Regions from separate parts of the Mus musculus genome. Here all the other regions are linked to region 2. The links are chromatin contacts, called in public promoter capture Hi-C maps. All regions are on one chromosome and are shown on one strand. Each heading gives the region's core, a stretch centred on a gene start, on an enhancer-like site or on the middle of the called end of the contact. The rest is flanking DNA. Distances are from core to core; before and after follow the strand shown. Region 1 overlaps Dst (dystonin). Region 2 overlaps Dst (dystonin). Region 3 overlaps Dst (dystonin).

Region 1 (3,855 bases), core at 1,034-3,533, 250 kb before region 2:
AGTTATACGGACAGGGTCTTGGAAAGCAAAACCACATGGATATGTTTTCTAGACTTGGAGCCTGGCGACACGTAACGCAGACAGAGACTGAAAGTGCATTTCTTCACCTTCTGAACCTGCAGCTGAGCAGAGGTCTGGTCTTGCTCAAGTCTGATGTCACCCAGAGACATTAATTTCTTCTGTGTTTCAGTGATCCAGGATAACTCGGCATCTGCTGCTTGCTCAAACTAAACAAAAGATAATAATTAGGTTAGCAGGTTCCTGTGGCTGGTGCCAGAAATATTACCTATTTGTGTGACTTCTAAATACCTGCTTCCTAATTGGAGACTCTCAGTTTCTCTTTCCATAGCATCTTAAGAGAACTCTGTCCACAAGCTCGTAGCTCTGCCATACCGTGACATCGCAGTTAGGATGTAAGGATGGCAGGTGCCATGGCGGCCTTTTCAGGCATCTTACATCCCAAACATTAACTGCCAGAAAACCTGACAGTAGATACCATTTTAAATAACTTTTTCCCTGTGACGTCAATTCTCGGAAGGGCAGGGAGTGCTGTGCCGTCCAAGCACATGGTTCCGTGATAAAATAATGAAACACTACCATTTCCTTATTGTAGGGGTTTATGTCTCAATGTGTGTGTACATATCTGTACCCATGTGTGAAGAATGTGCTCAGACAACTCGTGCACAACATGTAAACGCCCCATGGAACCCCGGACTTTGAATGTACTCGTGGTCATTCACAGATGTCTGAGTTTCTCTTCCTTAGTGTACCAGCAATTCATAGCCTGGTAGAGGATGTTAAAGCCCAGAGTAGTCAGGGGAAAGTAAAAGCCGGAGTTAATACTGTTGGTAATTTTGTGACTGCCCTGCTGGAAATCCAGGTGGGAGTAGGGGAGAGTAATTAGGTAGGAAAAGAGATGGGCAGGGCTCAAAAATAAGTTATAAAGTAATTCTACTTTAAAGACTCTACATAGGGAAATGTCAGGGTGGGGAGGCGGGAGTGGGTGGGTAAGCACCCTCAGAGAAGTAGGGGAAGGGTGCATGGGATAGAGGGTTTGTGGAGGGGAAGGCAGGAAAGGCAATAACATTTATATGTAAATAAATAAAATAACCAATAAAAAAGGACTCTACATTAACACAATGTAAACACTCGAGAAGACAGAACAGACCAAGTTTCCTCATTCCAACAGAAGTACATCTAGAATCCCCAAGCATGGCATATGGTCACACAGCTGCAGCGTCTAGAGCCAGGCAGAGTGCTTTGAACCTTGTGTCCTGAGGATCAACACCCCAAGGGTGATACGTTCTCTGCTATTTCTTAGAGCCTCACCTATCCAAGGTTAGGTACAGAATGGACAGACTACCCTTACACACCAATGGGTGCAGACACAGGCCCGGGAGAATCCTGTTCTCTCTAGCCAAAGAACATGGGACGGGGCAGCCTAATGAGGCAATTAACATACAATACCCACTCCAAGCCAATCACATTCAAGCCACCGCACTCATGCCAAGAGAGGCGGCATGAGGAGCCTAGGGTTTCACCCTTGAGTCTGTGACCATGTCCCTTCCGTGGTGATGATGTTAAGCAGGGTACAAAGTTTTATTCCCACTGTCCCAAAGCTAAGAGTCATCCTACAGTGTAAACGGAGAGTGATGTGGAGTCCATACCTCAGCCTGCCTCGTAGTAACAATGCCGACGCACTTTTCCTTTGCTGTATCTTACTGGCATCATAACTAACAGACACAGTGAGGACTCAGGGTCTCCTCCTTGACACCCAGTATTAATTAGACCATCATGGCCTCCCTCACTGTGCCATCAGGAGAGGCTGTGCAGAGAGCTGGAATGGCCAGCCCCACCGAATGAAAATGAGGCACATGCCCTAGAGCCCAAGGGGACGTGGGGCTTTATCTCCCCCTAGTCCTACACCCCCAGTTGTTGCTGCCACACTGAAAATGGATACAGGCAAATAAAATCAAGTTTAAATCCATATAAAAACCAGGAAGGGATCCATCTGTCTGCCTCTGGAGTGCTGGCATGAAAGATCTAGACCATCATGCCTGGCCAATATTGTTTTCTCTAAGGGCACATTTTGATATTTTAGGTTCAAGAACTATGACATTAACCTGATTAATTTAAAACCAAACCTTTGGGAAACACTTGCAAACATTTCTTATGGTAGCTGATCTGTAGCTAGTGACTGGGCAAGCTCCAGTGTGTGCTAAGCAATGTGAACTCAACCCGTCATTCAGTCTGTGTCTGTCTTACATCATTCAGCTAACTGAGCACTGTTAAGTGCTCGAGAAAACCCTGCTCCCAAAGGACACAATATTTGTCTTGTTACTCAGAGAAGGCTTGGGTGCCAGCCCCTAAATGTTCAAATAAATTTTCATGAAAAAAAAAATCCGGTATTTTAAAATAGCTGAATCAACTTCACGAATAAACAAACCCACTTTGCTACAACAACGAAGCACACAGATTCCTGCAAACTGTAAAACAGGCAGGCAAACACATTCCTCGGGCATGAATGCGCCTCACAGAAATGTGAGCAGGGAGAAATGATAGCAGGGAGCTATCCTGGTCTCCCACCAGCCTCTGTGACCCTTGACTGGTATATTAAACGACGGGCAGGGCATGAGGCTTTAGAACCTACAAATTACGATTACACAATGCTAGAAACCCAGCTTCGGAGACTCCCTCCCATAGTCTGTGTGTGGTTCTTGCTTTTGCCTGGTGTGACTGAAGAGGTCGGTCGCACATCTCCTGCTGGAGGTATCCTACAAACCCGTATGACCCCCTGCAGAGTTTGCAACGAGAGCCTCACAACTTAAATGTAAATATCCACAAGGATAGAAGTTAAACTTTCCATTCCAGGGACTGTCTTCGCCGCTCACCATTTTCCACAGGGTTGTGGCTAACAGCAGAATTCTCTGAAACTTTGGAGTAGAAACCGTGCGAGCCACAGGCAGGTCAGAAACTATAATTTTTTCCCCCTTTAGTCATCTTTGGAAAAAACTCTACATCAACCAAGAAAACTCCTTTTTAAAAACAGAGACTTTCTCTTTGCATACAGAAGTATGACCATGGGACAGTAGATACCAACCTGTATACGAATTCAGACTGCTCACAGATACATCAGTCTAGGCATAAGACTAGTGTGAGCGGCACGCATGTACGTAGACACAGAGCATTCTGTTTGGAAAACGAGGCTTTCCCTGTGTGGCAGGTGCTGCCTGTGACGTAATGGGTGCAGGTGCCTGCTAACCGTGTGTAGATTAGTAGAGCCCTGGTGCTCAGACATAGCCCGGCGAAAGTCTACTGAAACCCCCACGTTCGTTTCAGAAGCACAGCAACTGGAGTGGGAATCCAGCAGCAAGACACGTTTGTTCAGGTAAAGACCCTGGGCAGCTTGAGTGCACCTCGGCAACAAGGCGCCGGTCCTACCTGCTGAGACCTCAGAATGGCAGCGTCGATCTCCTCCACTTTCTGCGTGATTGTGTCGCTCACCAGTCGGTAGCGTTCATTGTCCTCGGCAATCGTCTTCTCGAGCCCTTCCCTGGCCCTCCAGGGCACCAGTTCCAACAAGGCACTGCTCACTTCATTGAGAGAATCCACTAAGGCTTTGTTGCTCCTGACTTCGTTTTTCAGTTCCTTGAGAACATATAAACGCATGGGTAAACGCCGGGGCAGGGTCTCCCTCTGCTCTGTTCTCAGGGTGGGAGAGGGGGAGGGGGTGGGGGTTCTTTGCTGGTTGACAAGGCTGTGCTTGGCCTGGTTAGTTACATCTGAGCTAAACGAATGTCCATTATTAAAAGATGTTTTGAAAAAAAAAAATCAAAAGTGTTTCCAGAGAAGTTT
Region 2 (3,551 bases), core at 605-3,104:
AAAATCACTGGCTATTGATTTTTGCAGAGTAAATTTTCTAATGGCCAGAGTCTCAGCTGACTGAAGAACAAAATGTGATTTATGCCATGCCAGCACCACTATTAATCACCCCACAGCCAGATGGGACAGTTACTACCCTGGACCCCAGGGTGTTGACTGGCACAGCCTCTAATCTGGTCATGTCATTGATAACCAGATAAGAGAGAACAGTAAGAAACATACTCAGGGCCACATCTTTCAACAATTTACTCCAGGAATATAGGGGCCACACACATTTATATCAGACACATTATATGAAATAATGTCCCTTCTTGTCTACGGGGTTCAAGCCTTTTAACAATTACAGTATTTCACTTTTTTTTCCCAAAAATGCACGCGCTCTTGTGCACATACACACACACACACAAATCACTTTTAGGACTGGAAGTACTCTACAAAATTAAAGCCTATTTGAAAGCTTAAAATTGATAATATATTTAAATGAAGCTACTTCAAAGTGGAGAGTTCATATAAACTATTATATTCCTTATTGATCTGTAATGACTTGCCAAATCTTGCTACTATCTTAGGGCTGGAGAGAACAGTATGGTGTTTTATTTAATTGGAGACAATAAACAACTCCCTGGCCCAAACACTGCAGCCTGACCTTTGATGAGGGGCTTAAGTTAGTGGGACAAAGGAAAAGGAGTCCCTTACGCAACAAAAGCCGCTATTTCTAATTCTACTGGTGCTTAAAGACCGATTCCTATCAAAATACAAATGTTCATCCATAGGGAATTAGTTAAATATACTGTATCGATAGCACAGGTTACCCTGCAGAAATTAAACAAACATGTTGATCTACATTTAACAAAAGAGGAAATAATATATGACAGCTTTAAAAAATCCATACACACATATGTACCCCCCTTACGTGTTTAAATATGGATATATTACTGTTTAGTAGTGGTTAGCTCTGGGCAGTGACAAAGATTAACAAGTTTTGTTTGTTTCTGACAGTTTTTAAACTCAAACAAACAAAAGAAATCACCAAAAGGAAATGCCCAGAGAAAACATCGGATATGAAAACTAGCGTTTTGCTTTGGGAGCTCAGGAGGTCCTCAGAAAGTGAACGGAGCCCCTGTAGCCTCTTCCCAGAGCAAAGCAAACAAACAATTATGCACAAACTACATTAGCAGATGTATGGGAGTCTCTGGCCTCCTGACCCCGGGGCTAGGACTCCAATTCACACCACTCTCTGTCATCTCCACCTGCTGATAACAAGGAAACAGAGGAAGAAACTGGTTCTCCAGAAAGGGAAAGGCTCACTGGGATCGTGAAGGCAGGGCTGGCGTTTCGTCTCATAAGCTGGTGGGTTCTGTCTGTACGCACTTGAATCTCGGTAACCAAAGAAGCAAAAACTCTAGGCTTCAATAAACCAAACAACCCTGCACCAGGTCTTCCACAACCTTGGCTATTAAACTAACAATCAAATTAGGCCACTAAAAGATTCACTCTAGGGCTGGTGAGATGGCTCAGTGGGTAAGAGCACCCGACTGCTCTTCCAAAGGTCCAGAGTTCAAATCCCAACAACCACATGGTGGCTCACAACCATCCGTAATGAGATCTGATGCCCTCTTCTGGTGCGTCTGAAGACAGCTACAGTGTACTTACATATAATAAATAAATAAATCTTTAAAAAAAAAAAAAAGATTCACTCTAACTTTTCTATGCTACAAAAGCAACCGAAATTCCCTAATGCCAGGATAATTAGATAATGTGACAGTTTTGAATAACTTCCTAACTGACATCCCAGGACAGACTCTGCGACATCAGCAGCAGGACTGTGTAGCTGGCTGCGGCTGGGTCTACACAGCCTGGTCTGTGAGCTACTGCCAGGAAATGGTCTTGGCCCTGGGTACTCTCCAAAGGCAGTGGGAAACAAGGCCAAAGGGGAGGATTTTGCTAAAGATCGGGACATTCAGAGTTGGAGAATACATTCTGCCCCACCAACTCAGCATCTACCCACATCTTGTCTTTAAATAATAATAATGATAATAAATTTACACAAATCTTGATTATACAGATGTTAGTCCTAGATTCTGCAAAACAATCCATAGTGTGAAATAGGTACTTCCCAAAAAGAAAGTACTCTCTTGGGATGTGAACAGAAAAAGGAGCCACCAAAAATGTCCCTATGTGTGCATGTGTGCATGTGTGCAGGTGTGTGTGTGTGTGTGTGTGTGAGAGAGAGAGAGAGAGAGAGAGAGAGAGAGATGAACCTTGATAGAACTCTACATTCTTTTAACTTAAAAAAAAAAAAGCTAAAAGCTCATCCTAGGGAAAATTGAGAATCTCTAAACCCAAGTCAAGATGGTTTATCAGGTATATTAGGACTATTAAGTTTCTAAGGTGTGGCGATGATCTGGTGGTTGTAGGAAAGGTAGCCCAGTCCTTAGGAGATGCAGACTGAGGAAACTTGGCATCTGTAATTACTTTTAATTGCATTAAACAGAACTAGTCAGTGTGCTGATCTAGGGAACCAGAAGTAGTCTCTGGACCACTCTTGCTTCGGGGGAAAGGGTCCCAAACTTTCAGTTGCTTTTGTGGTCAGGAGATTGGGGATCGAGCCCAGAGACTGAGCAGTATCCTGGCGTCACCACGGTGCTTCACCCTCAAACCTTGGTTGGTTGGTTGGTTTTTGAAATCGGGCTTCACTGCCGAGCTTGGATTAGCCTTGACCACAGTTGTCCAGGGTGCCTTCCAAATCCACCAACACCCTGCATCAGACTCCCAAACGCTGGGATTTCAGGAGTGTGATCCCACATCCTCCTTCCCTTTTTCACAAGTATCAAAGCTTCCTCTTGTTTTTCGGCTTAGAAGTAACACCCGGTTCCCAGAGGCTGCATTTTGATTATCTGTCCAATCACTGTTGAACACTTGGTTGATTCCCACATCTTAACTGGTACATATCGTGAGCAAGGGATTGCAAAATTAACTGAAGTTCCCATCAGAGGCACGGTTTCAAATTCGAAATCGTCTTAGCTGGGATTAAGATAGGCTTTCTTCCAGCTTAGCCAGCATATGCCACCTAGATGCTTCATTTAATGGGTGACTGTAATCGGGGACTAGAACAAGCATTTCACTTGCTAGCCAAGCATCTGAAACGACAATCCAAACAGAAAGATGCTTAGGGGAGGTGGAAGACTTATCCACATCCACTGTCTTACGAGGCGAAGCCAGAGACCTCTATTTTGGTCCTTTCAACAGCAAAGCCTGTGTTCTTGACCACAGTGTATTCATGCACAAGGTAAAACTGAAAATCCTTATGAAGGTTTATATATGCTCAGCCCAGGGAGTGGCACTATTAAGAGGTGTGACCTGATTGGTGTAGGTGTGTCAATGGGTGTAGACATTAATACCTCATCCTAGCTCATCCTAGCTGCCTGAAAGCCAGTATTCTGTTAGCAACCTTCAGATGAAGATATAGAACTCTCAGCTCCTCCTGCATCATGCCTGCCTGGATGCTGCCATGTCCCCACCTTGATGATAATGGACTGAACCTGTGAACT
Region 3 (3,559 bases), core at 174-2,673, 140 kb before region 2:
GTGTGTGTGTGTGTGTGTGTGTGTTTTAATTTGGCATGCTAGGGAGGAAACGTTTTATTTTGAGACTCTCATTAAGCTGGAAGCCCACCATTTCAGCTAAGCTGAATCCAGCATTCTGTCAGGATCCCCTATCTCCATCACCCAACCCTGGGGTTACTGGGCACATGCAGCCATACCTCAGTTATATGTGGGTACTGGGGATTTGAACTCAGGGCATGTTGCTTTCACAGCAAGCACTTTTACCCACCAAGCCACCTCCCCAGTCACAACACTGTAATGTTTGAAGTCATCACACCACTCGAAAATCTGCCTAGCTAATTCACTTTCCTCCCTCAACTCATGGTATAGCTGATGTTTTGATGAACACCATGTGCATTAACCACAGAAAAATATGTCTATGATTTCAGCTTTGATGTGTTTTTAAGTAACAAATGTAAATAATTCAGTGAGTAAAAGGGTAAAGTTTAGAACAGGAAAAAGATAAGGAGACCTAGCAGAGTACAATTAAACTGGGAAATATTCATTTCTCAAAAGCCTCGTGGAAGGGAAATGCCACAGTCCAAGAACCTTATTCTACAAAGATTCACACATCCACACATAACACAAAGTTAAATTCAACATTTCGATGGGGAAAAAAACAACAACAAAGGTGTCTACCAATTATGCATTTTAAATAAACTATGTTCCAATCACAGAACAGGGTACTATGGAAGGGAAAGGGACCTTGGCAGGGAGTGTCTGCTCGAGCCTGCCCAGGCTTATCCTGCTGCCACTGGGCAGGCTGCACTGGCAGCCCTCCCATTAAGGCAATGAACACTGAGGTGTTCTCCTCAAGAATGGAACAACGGGAACAGCTTTCTTTGTGTCAGTAAGTATCCATTTTCCTTCCTAAGGGAAGACTCAGCACCCCGCTGGTCTCTGAACTAGGCTGGGCAAGAGGGCCAGGAACAAAAACAAAGTAAAACAGGCTGGTATTTCCTCTGATACTTATTTGCCAAATTGTACCCTCCCCCCAATTAAGTGTAAAAATAGATGCAATAAAAATGGCAAGCAGATGCACACTACCTAGCCATATTCCTTATTCTCTTCAATGCAGTGCACACTGGCTCTTTCCTGGCTTTAAATGCGTCGATAGTTACCAGGGTCTAATTCCTTCTGAGTGCAACCATTCTGGGTTCCTTTTGTAAACAAACCATTTGATTGCCTTTGTAAAATGAAGCACTGTTTTGGTTGTTGCTTTGTTTTAGATTAGTAGCCACCAGTGCTTATGGTCACAGGAACCGGAACCTATAATAGGCAGGTGAGTGCACACGTGTGCACACACCCTCATGTATCCAGACTCTGCAGCCCGAGGACTGAGCGAAAGAACTACCCAGCCAACAACACTCACACACCTTCCTGTGAGAACATTTCAAACCCTCAAGGGCCTCCGCCCACTATTAAACCAGTCCAACCCAGTTGAGCTGCTAAGGACTGACTGAATCAAGGACTCAGTGTGAGTCAACAGCCTGCAGGTCACATGATTAAACAAGAAGACTCTGACCACAGCCTTCTGGGGAAAGTTACCCAATTAAAAGATTGTTAAAATTTTCATATGATGAAGCATAGTGTCCCCAAAAAATTTCAATGCAAAATGCAAATTATGAACAAAATAATTAATACTAAACTATGTCCTCCTTAATTAGAAAATAGTTTAAAGGGCATGTTCTTGCAAAGTATTGCCTAAAATTTCCAATGTTAATTGGCTAATATATTTAAAACAAGCCCATGGAAAGAATGCAGAGAATTAACTGGGACTGAATGAACAGGTAAATTAAAGACAAGAGCGGGACAGGCAGATACTAGTTAGCAGAAATAACCTCTCCTGGAAGTGTACCCCCCACCCGCAGCTTTCCGGTCCTGAGACCCTGGGGTTTCCCGCATCATCTTGCAGGGTCTCAGGGCCCGTTGTCCTTCTCCCTGCTCTTTCTGGTCTACAGATTCAAGTTCACTCTAGTGTGCAGGCAGCTGCATCTTCACACTGATGCCGGCCAGTGCGGCTGTTTGGAACCCGGTTTTCAGGAGGTCTGGGGAAAGCTCCCACTTGGAGAGGCTGACCAAAGTTGGCTCCGGAGCGGAACTTCAAGCTCACAGTCAGAGGTTTCTCCCTCTTGGTGAGAGACCTGTGAGCAGACTTAGGGCAGAAGCCACCTGCAGTGCTCCTGGAATCTCCACCTCTCTGGAGCATGCAGCAGTGGCCACAGGGACCTCTGCTACCTCCACCTGGCTCTCATCCTGCTTGGAGAATGTCTCTGGGGCGCCCTGGCTCTCAGCTCTTTGCCATTTCTCCCTCATCCTCTCTTGGTAACAGGCTGACTCATCAGATGCTTCCTTCCCTTCTCTGACGCTCCTTTCAGTTAAAGGCATCCAATCCAGCCTTCCAGATTATTCTTTTGAATAACAAAGTTCTGAGCTTATTTGCAGTGAGGCACGCTGACAACCTCTCACTCACTGTTTTCCGTGAAAGGAGTTTTATTATAGATCAAAGAGCATCAAACTTATGTGAACTGAACAAGCGAAAGAAGCAGGCACGTGGCATTGTCATCATTTGAACTCTTTCCATGAAAACTGAGCAGGAAAAGCAGAGGTTCCTAAAGGAGCTGGGAACAGCTGCAACATCTAGTAAGATTTAACTGGGGAAAATTAATTTATCCATGACCTATTTAAACAAGCCCCAAGAACTGTTCTTTATAATCTCCCTATTTTCTCGTTATTACCTGGACCATAAGCCAGGCTCTCTATTGCTCCTGGGTAATGGGACCTATTAACACTATAGAATTTGTGATTTTGCTCTTACTTAAGCTAAGTATTTTAATATGCTTTAATTTTTATTTTAATAGGTCTGTCCATATTACATGATTTTCATTGTTAGCTAACTCTAAGTTCAGCCATTAATATTGTGTCTCAGTGATTGACGGAGAGAAACGAAGACCTTTGTTTGGCAGTTACAAACGCATGGGCTCCTTTCCAGCTCATGAGCACTTTCTACATCTTTGCTAACTCTCATGAATCATTAAGGATGCAGGACCACCCTGTTCAGGTCGACACTTCCTTCTCTTTACAATCAGCAGCATACAGAAATATCCCAGGAATGACAACATCACACCAGTCACATTCATTATTTCTTAAAAGGCGTATGATGCAGGCAGATGAATTAGCATTTGAACATTTTTTAGTATTAATAAAAATGAAGGCAACAGTCTGTTTCATGAGTTTTGTTTGTTTTTTCGAGACGGTGTTACTCTGTATAGCCTTGGCTGTCCTGTAGACCAGGCTGGCCTTGAAATCAGAGATCCACCTGCCTCTGCCTCCTGAGTGCCAGGATTAAAGGCCCATGCCCAGCTTGGCACTCCATGGCCCAGCTTGTTTATTTTTTAAAAACTAGCATATTCTACTGCAGACCTCTGCTGGAGCCAAGACATCCATCTATGTGGTTAACATTCTATATGTCTCCATGAGTGCTAACATTGTATATGTTCTTGTGAGTGCAAACATTCTATATTTCTCCATGAGTAAGCAC

The links. Capture Hi-C pulls out chosen DNA fragments and counts their contacts.
Region 1: a contact with region 2 is called in a promoter capture Hi-C map of adipose tissue. The contact joins two enhancer-like sites. A contact is called at or near these places in 1 of 484 Hi-C or Micro-C datasets (nephron progenitors), 1 of 115 datasets of contacts at active chromatin or transcription factors (large pre-B cells) and 3 of 9 other capture datasets (adipose tissue, liver and pancreatic islet).
Region 3: a promoter capture Hi-C map of adipose tissue shows a contact between it and region 2. The contact joins two enhancer-like sites. A contact is called at or near these places in 6 of 484 Hi-C or Micro-C datasets (brown adipocytes, embryonic stem cells, hemogenic endothelial cells and 1 more), 15 of 115 datasets of contacts at active chromatin or transcription factors (astrocytes, craniofacial prominence, embryonic hindbrain and 7 more) and 2 of 9 other capture datasets (adipose tissue and pancreatic islet).

The regions. Positions count from the first base shown.
Region 1 is chr1:34,252,604-34,256,458 of GRCm38.p6, reverse strand. It overlaps Dst (dystonin), which reads right to left. Exons shown (of 103, transcript NM_001276764.1): 68 at 3,442-3,648; 69 at 108-227. Among named protein-coding and RNA genes, the nearest start is that of Gm26788, 76 kb to the right of the region's middle. Within about 2 kb of position 2,283, at least 33 of the 459 cell types and tissues checked have an H3K27ac peak or open chromatin away from gene starts, as enhancers often do. A contact at or near this core is called in adipose tissue, where this site is marked.
Region 2 is chr1:34,000,829-34,004,379 of GRCm38.p6, reverse strand. The region is part of intron 3 of Dst (dystonin); the gene reads right to left. Among named protein-coding and RNA genes, the nearest start is that of Dst, 94 kb to the right of the region's middle. Within about 2 kb of position 1,854, at least 1 of the 459 cell types and tissues checked has an H3K27ac peak or open chromatin away from gene starts, as enhancers often do. A contact at or near this core is called in adipose tissue, where this site is marked.
Region 3 is chr1:34,138,160-34,141,718 of GRCm38.p6, reverse strand. All of the region lies in intron 9 of Dst (dystonin), which reads right to left. Among named protein-coding and RNA genes, the nearest start is that of Gm51742, 4.8 kb to the right of the region's middle. Within about 2 kb of position 1,423, at least 138 of the 459 cell types and tissues checked have an H3K27ac peak or open chromatin away from gene starts, as enhancers often do. A contact at or near this core is called in adipose tissue, where this site is marked.